2 separate regions of the Sus scrofa genome follow, and region 1 is linked to region 2. A link is a contact called in public Hi-C data. All regions are on one chromosome and are shown on one strand. Each heading gives the region's core, a stretch centred on a gene start, on an enhancer-like site or on the middle of the called end of the contact. The rest is flanking DNA. Distances are from core to core; before and after follow the strand shown.

Region 1 (5,182 bases), core at 455-2,954, 340 kb after region 2:
CCATTTCATGTGGTCCAAGGTGTGCCATCAAATGCAACAGTCCAGGCCCGCACAAATCACATTACCCTCTTCTACTCCTAGACTTAGTAAATGATCACAAAGAAAGTATGTGACTCAATAGGAGCTGATGACCCAGGATGTTCAAGGAGTTGGGAGAGGAGTTCCCTGGTGGCTCAGTGGGTTAAGGATCCCACGGTGTCACTGCTATGATTCCAGTTGCTGCTATGGTACAGGTTCGATCCTTGGCCCCAGAACTTCTACAGGCCATGGGCATGGCCAAAAAAAAAAAAAAAAAAGAAGTGGTGACAGAGGTTGTCACACGGACACCAGGCTGAGAAAGGGAGGCAGAGCCCCCAGATCCAGCCCTTCCTGAGCTTCACCCACTCCTGGACTTCCTAGGGATTTGAACCAATAAATTCCTTTTGGCTACTTAACTAATTCAAGTTGGGCTTCTCACTCAAAACCCAAAACATCCTCATTATTAATGTCCTCACAGGGCACTGAGCCAGTCCTCATCCTGGCTGCAACCTTAGAGCTCCCAGGCCATGTCTCTGCCAGGTTCAAGGGCTTTAGAAATGGAGAACCTATGGGACGTGAGATGCAACACAACGTCTTGGATATAGTTATGCCATCTCTTAGGGACAAAAACTGCATTCTGGACTTGATTTCTTCAGCTCCATTTCTCCCTGCTCTTTTGCCCTTCTTGCAGGGGTATCAGGACAAAAATCCTTGCGCTGATGACACTGATGGAATTAATCTCAGGAAAGAAAAAACCAAGTAGGATTAGTGGCTGGACCCCCACCATTGATAATGCTTGACGGAGTGGGCTGGCCAGAATGTGATGCCAGGGTTGGACCCCAATCCTACCGGTGGTCCCTAGCACCACAGAGGGAATCAGGAAGGAGAAATAAAACCCAGAGCTTCGGGAGTTTCCGTTGTGGTACAGTGGAAATGAATCCAACTGGGATCCATGAGGTTTCGGGTTGGATCCCTGGCCTTGCTCAGTGGGTTAAGGATCTGGCATTGCTGTGAGCTGTGGTGTAGGTCACAGACGTGGCTTGGATCCTGCATTGCTGTGGCTCTGGTGCAGGCCAGCGGCTACAGCTCCCATTTGACCCCTAGCCTGGGAACCTCCATATGCTGCGGGTGCGGTCCTCAAAAGCAAAAAAGTGAAAAATAAAAAATTTAAAAACCCAGAGTTGCAGAGTCATAACCAAATGGCTGCAAAATTATCCTTTGCGGGAAGCCATTTTTTTTTCTCCTTTGTTTTCCAGAAGATACCTTTCTAAACCTGCCTAACTTCTGCCTTACTGGATTCTTTAACTGTCACCTACAGCATTAGCTATGACTCAGAATTTCCTGTGATAAACTCTACAACCTCCCTCCTCCCTCCCCCGGGAAAGTTCCTGACTGAGGCCCACCCACTCCAGCCAAAACTCAGTTCCGAGTGGCTGTGAGATGCCTCGGTGTCGTTTGAACTGCGCGCTTGCACGTGTTTGCAGGTAATGCTAAACAGGCAGCCTCCTTTGTTGTCTCATTTCGATGCAGTTTAACTTGGCGTCCTCCGTTTCAGACTGATGGGAACTGAAGTCGCTCTTTAGGAAGGAAAGCTCTTTGTGTGAAAGGCAGTCCGCCAAGGTGCTAATTCCATCTCTGGTAGGTTTTTCCCAGGACTGTGTTCCTTATCCAGGAATTTCCCTGAGCTTGGTGGTTTGCTAGTCCAAATTCCAGCTTTGAATAAATAAACCAGCTGAAGTGCTCGGTTGCCTCAGGGACGTAGCAGGGCAGTTTCTGAACTTCCATCGCCCCCCAGTGGCAATTTCTGAAGTCTTTTTGTTAGGCATTTTCTTACTCAAAAGGACTTCGGTTCTGATTCTTCCCTCCAAAGCTGTTTAAAAAAAAAAATTTTTTTTTTTTTAATTCTCACACTGAAGATTAGGAAATGTTTGTGTGGGGGTGTGTGGTAATGTCAAGTTCACAGCTGCTGGTTCAAGAGGTCGTAGATTCATGCAATTGACAAGAATCATGTAATTGGGGTGCCCTTTGCAAAAAATCCTTATCAGAGCTGTAGAGTCCAATACAAAGGGATCACCATGAGTTTTTTTAATTTAAAGGCTCTAGAGCTGGGTCTCCATTTTCATGGCCCAATTAGACCACTGTCATTAACTGTCATTTTTAAAGTCATGTTAGCCTTTTGTAAACTTTTCCACCATAAAAATTTTTGTAACCTTATCCGAGGAGGTAAGAAAAACATTTAAGGCCAAAAAATATGAAGGTTTATAAACTCTCTATATATACATATATATAATGTTATATGCAAAGTTACATGTATAGGAAATATATATAAATATGAAAAATATGAAGGTTTATAAACCATATATATGTTATATACAAAATTTTCCATAACTTTGCAAAAGCCAACATCGAACGCACCCAAAAAAGTAGAAATAGCACTGTTTGGTTGTCAAAACCTGCAGCAGATTAATCCACAAGGCGGCAGAATCAAATGAATAAAAGTTCTGGTGATTTCAAGCTTTAACTGGATGAAACTCAGAAATAGGTGATAGAGTTGCCCTAAGTCATCAGATAAAGATGCTGAATTGTCTCAATGGTCAGAAGGAACTGATAGACAAAATTTCATTCATCCACAACCCATCCACTCAGCTATCATCCCTTCCTGGGATCCGTTCACCACCCCCCACCAGGCCATCCTCCCAACCATCCCTTTAGACAGGTTTAGGTAGATGCTCTGGGAAAAACCAACGAGAAAAAAAACAAAGTGTTTCTTCACTGCAAGAATAGTTTTGCAACCACTTGAGAGGGTGCCGTGGGCTTCATTTCTCCTTCCTAATGATCTCCATCCATGCCTCTCCACGTTAGGTCTGTGGCTGACATTGTGTGAGGTACCAAGAAGAAAAGATGGATAAAAGATACGGTACCTGCTTTCATGGTTCTCAAAGCAAAGGGGGCTTTTAAGATGCTTTTCGGTATGATGTCTGTTCTGAGGCCTCATTCTCAGAGAAAGTGGAAATAGCCAGGAGCAAATCACGAAATCCAGAAAAGTCTCTCAGCAGGTAGCATCAAGACGGCCTAGAGACCTAGTTGGCCTTGATTGCATGGGGTAGAGATAAGAACTCATTCAGCCTCAGCCACTCAATGTTTTCTCTGAGAAGCAAAATGTAGGCTAGGTGAGATGCCAAAAACACAAACGATTCTGAGGGAGAGAACAGGTGTACATAGGAAATAGCCAAGGAACGCTTTTATAGCATAATAAGCTCACAGACACGTGTTAGATATAGTCCGTGCTTTTTGGTGGCTGCTATAAAGTATTTCACCTCATTTTCTAGGAAAGGAGGAAGTAGAATGTAAGAAAGCAGGTCCAGGCTGAGGAGGCTTATTTTCAGCTCAAAAAAGAGAAGGTTCTTGCCTCCCCACCCACCATGGAGTTATTGCTTCAGCTTATTTTTCAGATGACAGTAAATGCTTTTGGTTCACCACCTGCTATCCCCCACCCCCACACCCCTTCTAAATTAGAGGCCAGACTTAACGGTCCTTTAAATAATACTAACCCCGGGCTGGCCTTCTCCACACCAAGCATTCCTGCCACTCCTAAATCCGGAGTGGAAGTGCCTATCCCTCAGCTTCCTTTACTCAGATCTTGACTCCTTTCCGGCCAGAATATTCTCCTCCTCTGGCCACCCTTCCTCCCTCACTTTTGGAGGATAAATGTCATCAGCTCTCTTTTGCTCACATATCCTAAAGCCTGGTGCTCTGGGGGCCTCAGGAGTAGTGTCCAAATAGACCTTCTCTGTTTCGTGTCTAGCACAATATCTCGCACATAGTAGGTGCTCAATACTTTGTCAAAAGCAAGGGAAGGGGGAATAACGAGGAGAGAAGGATGGGAGGAAGGAGAAGTAACAGAGGAGGGGAGAGAGTGAGAGAGAAGAGAGAACAATGAAAAAAATACAGAAAGTCATTCTTTGACGAGGACACGATATCTCTTTAATAAAAATGACCCGCCAATTAAATAAATATTCACTTGTCCTTAACGAATGTCCTAAGCGCACTTTTGAAGTTTGTTTTGTGAAGTTTGTTTTGCTTAGTGATGTGACGTTAAAGAAATGGACTCTATTGGAGTTAATAGTTTAAAGTGATGGTTTACCAGTGTTTTCCCATGGTAGGTTGGGGGCCAGAATGAGCTGTTCCCTGTTAAAATAAAAGACACACACACACACACACACACACACACAATTTTCAAGAAATCTTTAAGTTAAAAAGAACATTCTCAATTTTAACCGTTTTCCACCATACAATTCTCATCTAACTTATCAAGTGTTCACAAAGCATATATGAATATACAACACAAAATCAAAGGAAGTTCCCAGAAATGGGATTTCTTCTAAGCATTTAACCGCTAGTGTAATATGCAATCAATTGTTTCTAGTTCACTTGATATGAGAAAATATATTTTTAGGATGCTTCGCAAGGAGTACTAGCACATTTTCATTCTAGCAGTCACTTCTCCGTGGTTAGAATGGCCGGCACCATAGCAGACTCACCTGAAGATAAATATTATTCGGACGGGGAGCCCTTGTTAGTGAGCCTCAAGCTGCATCACTGCAAAACAATTCTTTCTCATCTCAGGGGGCTCAGAACTACCACACTAAAAAGCAGTGGAATAGGAGTTCCTGTTGTGACTCAGCGGGGACGAACCCGACTAGGATCCATGAGGACAAAGGTTCAATCCCTGGCCTCGCTCAGGGGGTTAGGGGTCTGATGTTGCCATGAGCTGTGGTGTAGGTCACAGATGCGGCTTGGGTGTTGCTGTGGCTGTGGTGTAGGCTGGCAACTGTAGCTCCAGTTTGACCCCTAGCCTAGGAACTTCCATATGTCACGGGTGCGGCCCTAGAAAGACACACACACACACACACACACACACACACACACACAGGCAGTGCAATGAACTATGAGGCCCCTGTGAAAAATTATAATGGAATGTGAAAAAAACTATATCAAGTATATTATTACCATGGTAATTGTTATTGAAATTATGGAAATAAAGCTAGAGGGTAATTATATTACAAAGTGCGGAACAGTCATACCCATCTCTTCTCCTCACTAAATATCTTAGAATGCTGAATTAATTGGGGTAACTGAACACTTTACAGACAAAGGCTTCTGC
Region 2 (4,869 bases), core at 878-3,377:
GTGCCAGCCCTCCATATCCAGGAATCCAAATGAGTCCACCTCAGGGCCGTAAGGAAGCCCAACCAATAAAATCAGGCACCAAAGCGATCATCTGTTGGGAGTTCCTTGGTGGCGCAGTGGTTAACAAACCCAACTAGGAACCATGAGGTTGCAGGTTCGATCCCTGGCCTTGCTCAGTGGGTTAAGGATCTGCGTTGCCGTGAGCTGTGGTGTAGGTTGCAGATGTGGCTCGGATCCTGCGTGGCTGTGGCTCTGGCGTGGGCCGGCGGCTACAGCTCCGATTCAACCCCTAGCCTGGGAACCTCCATGTGCCGCGGGAGTGGCCCAAGAAATGGCAAAAAGACAAAAAAAAAAAAAAAGCTATCATCTGTTAGTTCCCTGATGGCTCAGCGGGTTCAGGACCTGGTGTTGTCTCTGGTTGATGCTGTGGCGCGGGTTCGACCCCTGGCCTGGGAACTTCTGCATGCTGAAGGCGTGGCTAAGAAAAAGCTCTCATTTGCTGTACCCAGAGGTCCGGATCGCATCTCTCCCACCTTCCGCAGGTGCCTTCCCATCAAAGACTCTACTTAGGAGAGATTTGATTTTGAGGAGAGAATAAGCATCCATGAAGATTGGAAGTAAAAATAATACATGAAGTCTATTTCATAAGGATAAAGCTGCATGGAACTGATTTTTTAAAAATTACTTTTAGGATATATTGCCATGTTAAATTTTCAATATTAAAAGTGAATTTTAAAAATCTTTTTACATGAAAGGACATAACCATATGCCAGGCTTAGGGTCAATACCCTTAGAAAAAGAAGGTACTACACCAAAAAATGATACAGTTGATGGACTTGGCAGAGGAGTCTTTCTTGCCCTATTTCATAGTGATTCGTCATATGTTCTATATTTCTAGAATTTATCCTCTTTAATTCTTTGATTTTTTAGGCTATGCCCATGGAGTGCAAAAGTCCCTGGGGCCAGGGATCAAACCTGCGCCATGGCAGTGACAAAGTCAGATCCTTAACCCGCCGAGCCACTGGGGAACTCAGAGCCTCCTTAATTCTTAACAGAACAGGGTAGAAGTGTAAAAAAAAAAAATCCACTATGTGTTTTTAAGAATCTGATTGTGGATAAATCTATACACAAGCAAGGTACTATACAATAAATTATATGTTATGAGATTTTTCTTCTCTCTCTGTCTCTTCTTTTCTTTTTAGGGTTGCGCCTGCAGCATATGGAAGTTCCCAGGCTAGGTGTCAAATCGTAGCTGGAGCTGCAGGGCTACACCACAAACACAGCAACGCTGGACCATTAACCCACTGAGTGAGGCCAGGGATGGAACCCACATCTTTGCAGACACTGTGTTGGGTTCTTAACCTGCTGAGCAACAACGGGAACTCCTGGAGCTTTTTCTTTTAGCCTTACCTAAGCTTGATTTCCCCCTAGAGATTTCAGCCAGAACCGGAAGCAGACAGACTCCGGATATTAACGAAGCTGCATTTGTCATTTCTTACAAAATGATCATTTTGACTTGCCCCATAGGATACAATGAATAGAGATCTCTCATTATTTTAAGACGCTAATAATCTAATTTCCCATGAGGGAAAAGGAGGGAACATTTAAATAAACGTATTTACTTGTGATTTGTGACAAGATCGAGCCAGAAAAGGAGGCATTTTTGACACTGTAGGTTTTATGACTCCAGCTCGGATCAAAGGTCAGTTATCTTAGGTATTCAGTCCACAATAGAAAGTTTAGTTTAGTTTTCTCCTCTGAGAAAAGAGCAGAATAATAAAGATACATTTGACTAAAATGCAAGAGCCAAGGCTGCTTGAATGAAACCACCGTCTGGCAGAATTTATGAGGGAAAAAGAAAATCGTGGAAGCAGCCGCTGGCTGTTGAAAGAGGTGGCACAGGACCAAGTCCAAGAACAGCAAGCTTCACCTTTGCCCTCATTTCCCATCTGAAGCACCGTGGCGGCATCACATGTTTCCAACGTCAGCCTTCTGGTCCTTATAACCACTGGGCTTTGGCATTCTGGCAACTCGCTGACCCACATTTTTGGTGGCCGAACTGTGGTCGGTGTGGCTCAGGGAGCCAGGAACTGCCGACTCAACTCTTTCTGAAACCTGCGGCTGCACAGGCACCAGTGGGCAATGGCTGGATTCCTCTTCTGTGTCTGGAGCACATGACATAGTGGGACTGGGAAGGGATACAATTAGCAAATGTTGCCAGATTTTTTTTTTTTTTTTTCCGGCTCAAGGCAGGCAGAAGTTCCTGGGCCAGGGGTTGAACCCATGCCACAGCAGTGACAATGCCAGAGCCTTAACCCACTGAGCCACCAGGGAACTCCAGGACTTCCTTCCTTCCAACTTCTCTCTCTTTCTGTCTACCGGCAGTATGTGGAAGTTCCTGGGCCAGGAGTCAAATTGCAGCTGTACCTGCTGACCTACGCCACCTTCACAGCAACGTCGGATCTGAGCCGCATCTGCGATCTACACCACAGCTCAGAGCAACGCCAGATCCTTAACCCACTGAGCCAGGTCAGGGATCGAACCCTCGTCCTCATGGATACTAGTCGGGTTCTTAATCCACTGAGCCACGATGGCAACTCCCAGCTCTACTCTCCTGATCCCACTGGAATCCTCGGAAAAGCTGAGACAAAGAACTAGGTCTGCCATCAAACCTCCATTTATGTCATGTCTCTGTCACGTGGCCGAACAAAGCTTCACTGTGTGTATTTCATCGTCTTTTTTTTTTTTTTTTTTTTTTTAGGGCCACACCCATGGCATAAGGAGGTTCCCAGGCTAGGGGTGGAATTGGAGCTACAGCTGCCAGCCTACATCACAGCCACAGCAACACAGGATCCAAGCCGCATCTGTGACTTACACTACAGCTCACAGCAACGCCGGATGCTTAACCCACTGGGCGAGGCCAGGATCGAACCCGCATCCTCATGGATACTAGTCAGATTCCTTTCTGCTGCGCCACAACAGGAACTTCCCCTCATCATTTTTTTTTTTTTTTTGCAACTCTGCCTTCTGAATTATGAGGAATGAGCTCATCAGAGCCACGTGGAGATCCACAGGAAGGGAAAATGTGTCTGCACTCCGCTAAAGCAGAGGGGACTCTGCAGCTTCTTCGAAGACTCGAGAGCATCGTCATGCTATGTAAAGCCGTGGTTCTCAAAGTGTGGTCCCCCGGCACCCCAGCAGCAGCACAGGGAAGGGAGAGATGGAGAGAAATAGGGCAGAGACTCAGGCTCCCTCTCAGTCCTTCTGAATCGGAATTCTGAGGCTGGGTCCCAACAATCCGTGTTGTGCCAAGCCTGCGCGTGATTCTGTCCCATGCTCGACTTGAGAACCCCGGGTCTAAGGAATCACTGAGTAGGTGATGTCTACGAGAGGCAACAGTGCTGGCCTCCCCTGGGAAATGGGCTGCTGCTCATGTGTTACCAGGGGCACTTCAGCTTTGTATTTGGGCCGTGACATCAGACCAGTCCAGTTTAGTTGAAGAAAATAAGCCATCTGCTCCCTCACATCCTGTTATTTGGCTTATTCGAATTTGAATTACCCAAGATTTACCTTATTACCCGGGGGGGGGGGAATAAAACATACTTTGTATTACTGGAGAGTAATTCTTTGGACCAGTCTCCATATATCACTGTCAGTTTCTGTGCAATTAACATTTTTATCTTCTCGGAGTTCCCGTCATGGCTCAGTGGTTAACGAATCTGACTAGGATCCATCCATGAGGTTGCGGGTTCGACCCCTAGCCTGGGAACCTCCATGTGCCACGGGTGCGGCCCTAAAAAGACACACCAAATAAAATAAAATAAAAGCTTCAAGTAGTTTAAAAATTTTTATTTTCTCCTCGAAATAAAATTTTCAGAATTTTTGGGCAGACACACATACCCCTGAATCGCTGTGCTGTACACCTGAAATTAACACGATACTGTATGTCAACTATACTTTAATTAAAAAACGAATTTATTGGAGTTCCCATTGTGACTCATATCCATGAGGACGTGGGTTCGATCCCTGGCCTTGTTCAGTGGGTTAAGGATCTAGCGTTGCCATGAGCCATGGTGTAGGCTGCAGGTGCTGCTCGGATCTGATGTTGTTGCTGTGGCTGTGGTGTAGGCCGGCAGCTACAGCTCTGATTTGACCCCTAGCCTGGGAACCTCCATATGCCACGGGTGTGGCCTAAAAGAGACAAAAAAAAAAATTTATAGGCTCAAAGAATTTTAGAGTTGGAATGGATCTTTAAAATTCGTCAACATATACTTTTTTTTCACCCAGAAGAAATTCAGGTCACGAGATGAGGACTCTTCAGTGGTTAAACGGGAGTAGGTGGCCAGCAGCTACTCTATAAATTCCTCTCTCGGAATCTGGAATCAAGGCCTACGTCTTATTCATCTCTTCCCCTCCTGCGACATCAGAGGACTTGGAACAGCGTTGGCGCAGTTCAATCAGCGTTTTGTGAAAAACGATAGGAAGTAAAATGCGTGTTCCTTTTCCCCTTGTTCCTCCAGAGGGAAAAGGGCATTTTCCTGCAGTCTGCCAAAAGGAGTGAGTGAAGATGAAAAATGAGTCCAGCTTCTATTAAATAGTGGTTGCGTCTTTTGAGCTACCACCCTAGTAGCCTGCGATTGTAAAAAATGGATTCTGTTAACAAGAGGCTATGAACGCGAATTATCAGGACTTAGATCTGGTGGAAAGAGTCTTTGGATGTGTAGCGCGCATGCTCATTACTACGTCTGGCCCAAGTCAATTTCATTTAGCACCATAAAAACAGACTTCGCTGATGATATTTTAAGCATCTTAAACAAAGCGAGATTTATGCGATCGGGTCTGACTTTGGACCTACCACTGTACCCGGTT

What was found. Hi-C and Micro-C count contacts between places; a contact is called where the count stands out from the background.
Region 1: a Hi-C map of liver shows a contact between it and region 2, with 6 times the contacts expected there. The contact joins two enhancer-like sites. A contact is called at or near these places in 1 of 5 promoter capture datasets (liver) and 5 of 47 Hi-C or Micro-C datasets (embryonic fibroblasts and liver).

What each region holds. Positions count from the first base shown.
Region 1 is chrX:7,855,342-7,860,523 of Sscrofa11.1, forward strand. The region is part of intron 1 of MID1 (E3 ubiquitin-protein ligase Midline-1); the gene reads right to left. Among named protein-coding and RNA genes, the nearest start is that of MID1, 48 kb to the right of the region's middle. Within about 2 kb of position 1,705, at least 8 of the 83 cell types and tissues checked have an H3K27ac peak or open chromatin away from gene starts, as enhancers often do. A contact at or near this core is called in liver, where this site is marked.
Region 2 is chrX:7,510,569-7,515,437 of Sscrofa11.1, forward strand. All of the region lies in intron 3 of MID1 (E3 ubiquitin-protein ligase Midline-1), which reads right to left. Among named protein-coding and RNA genes, the nearest start is that of MID1, 390 kb to the right of the region's middle. Within about 2 kb of position 2,128, at least 6 of the 83 cell types and tissues checked have an H3K27ac peak or open chromatin away from gene starts, as enhancers often do. A contact at or near this core is called in liver, where this site is marked.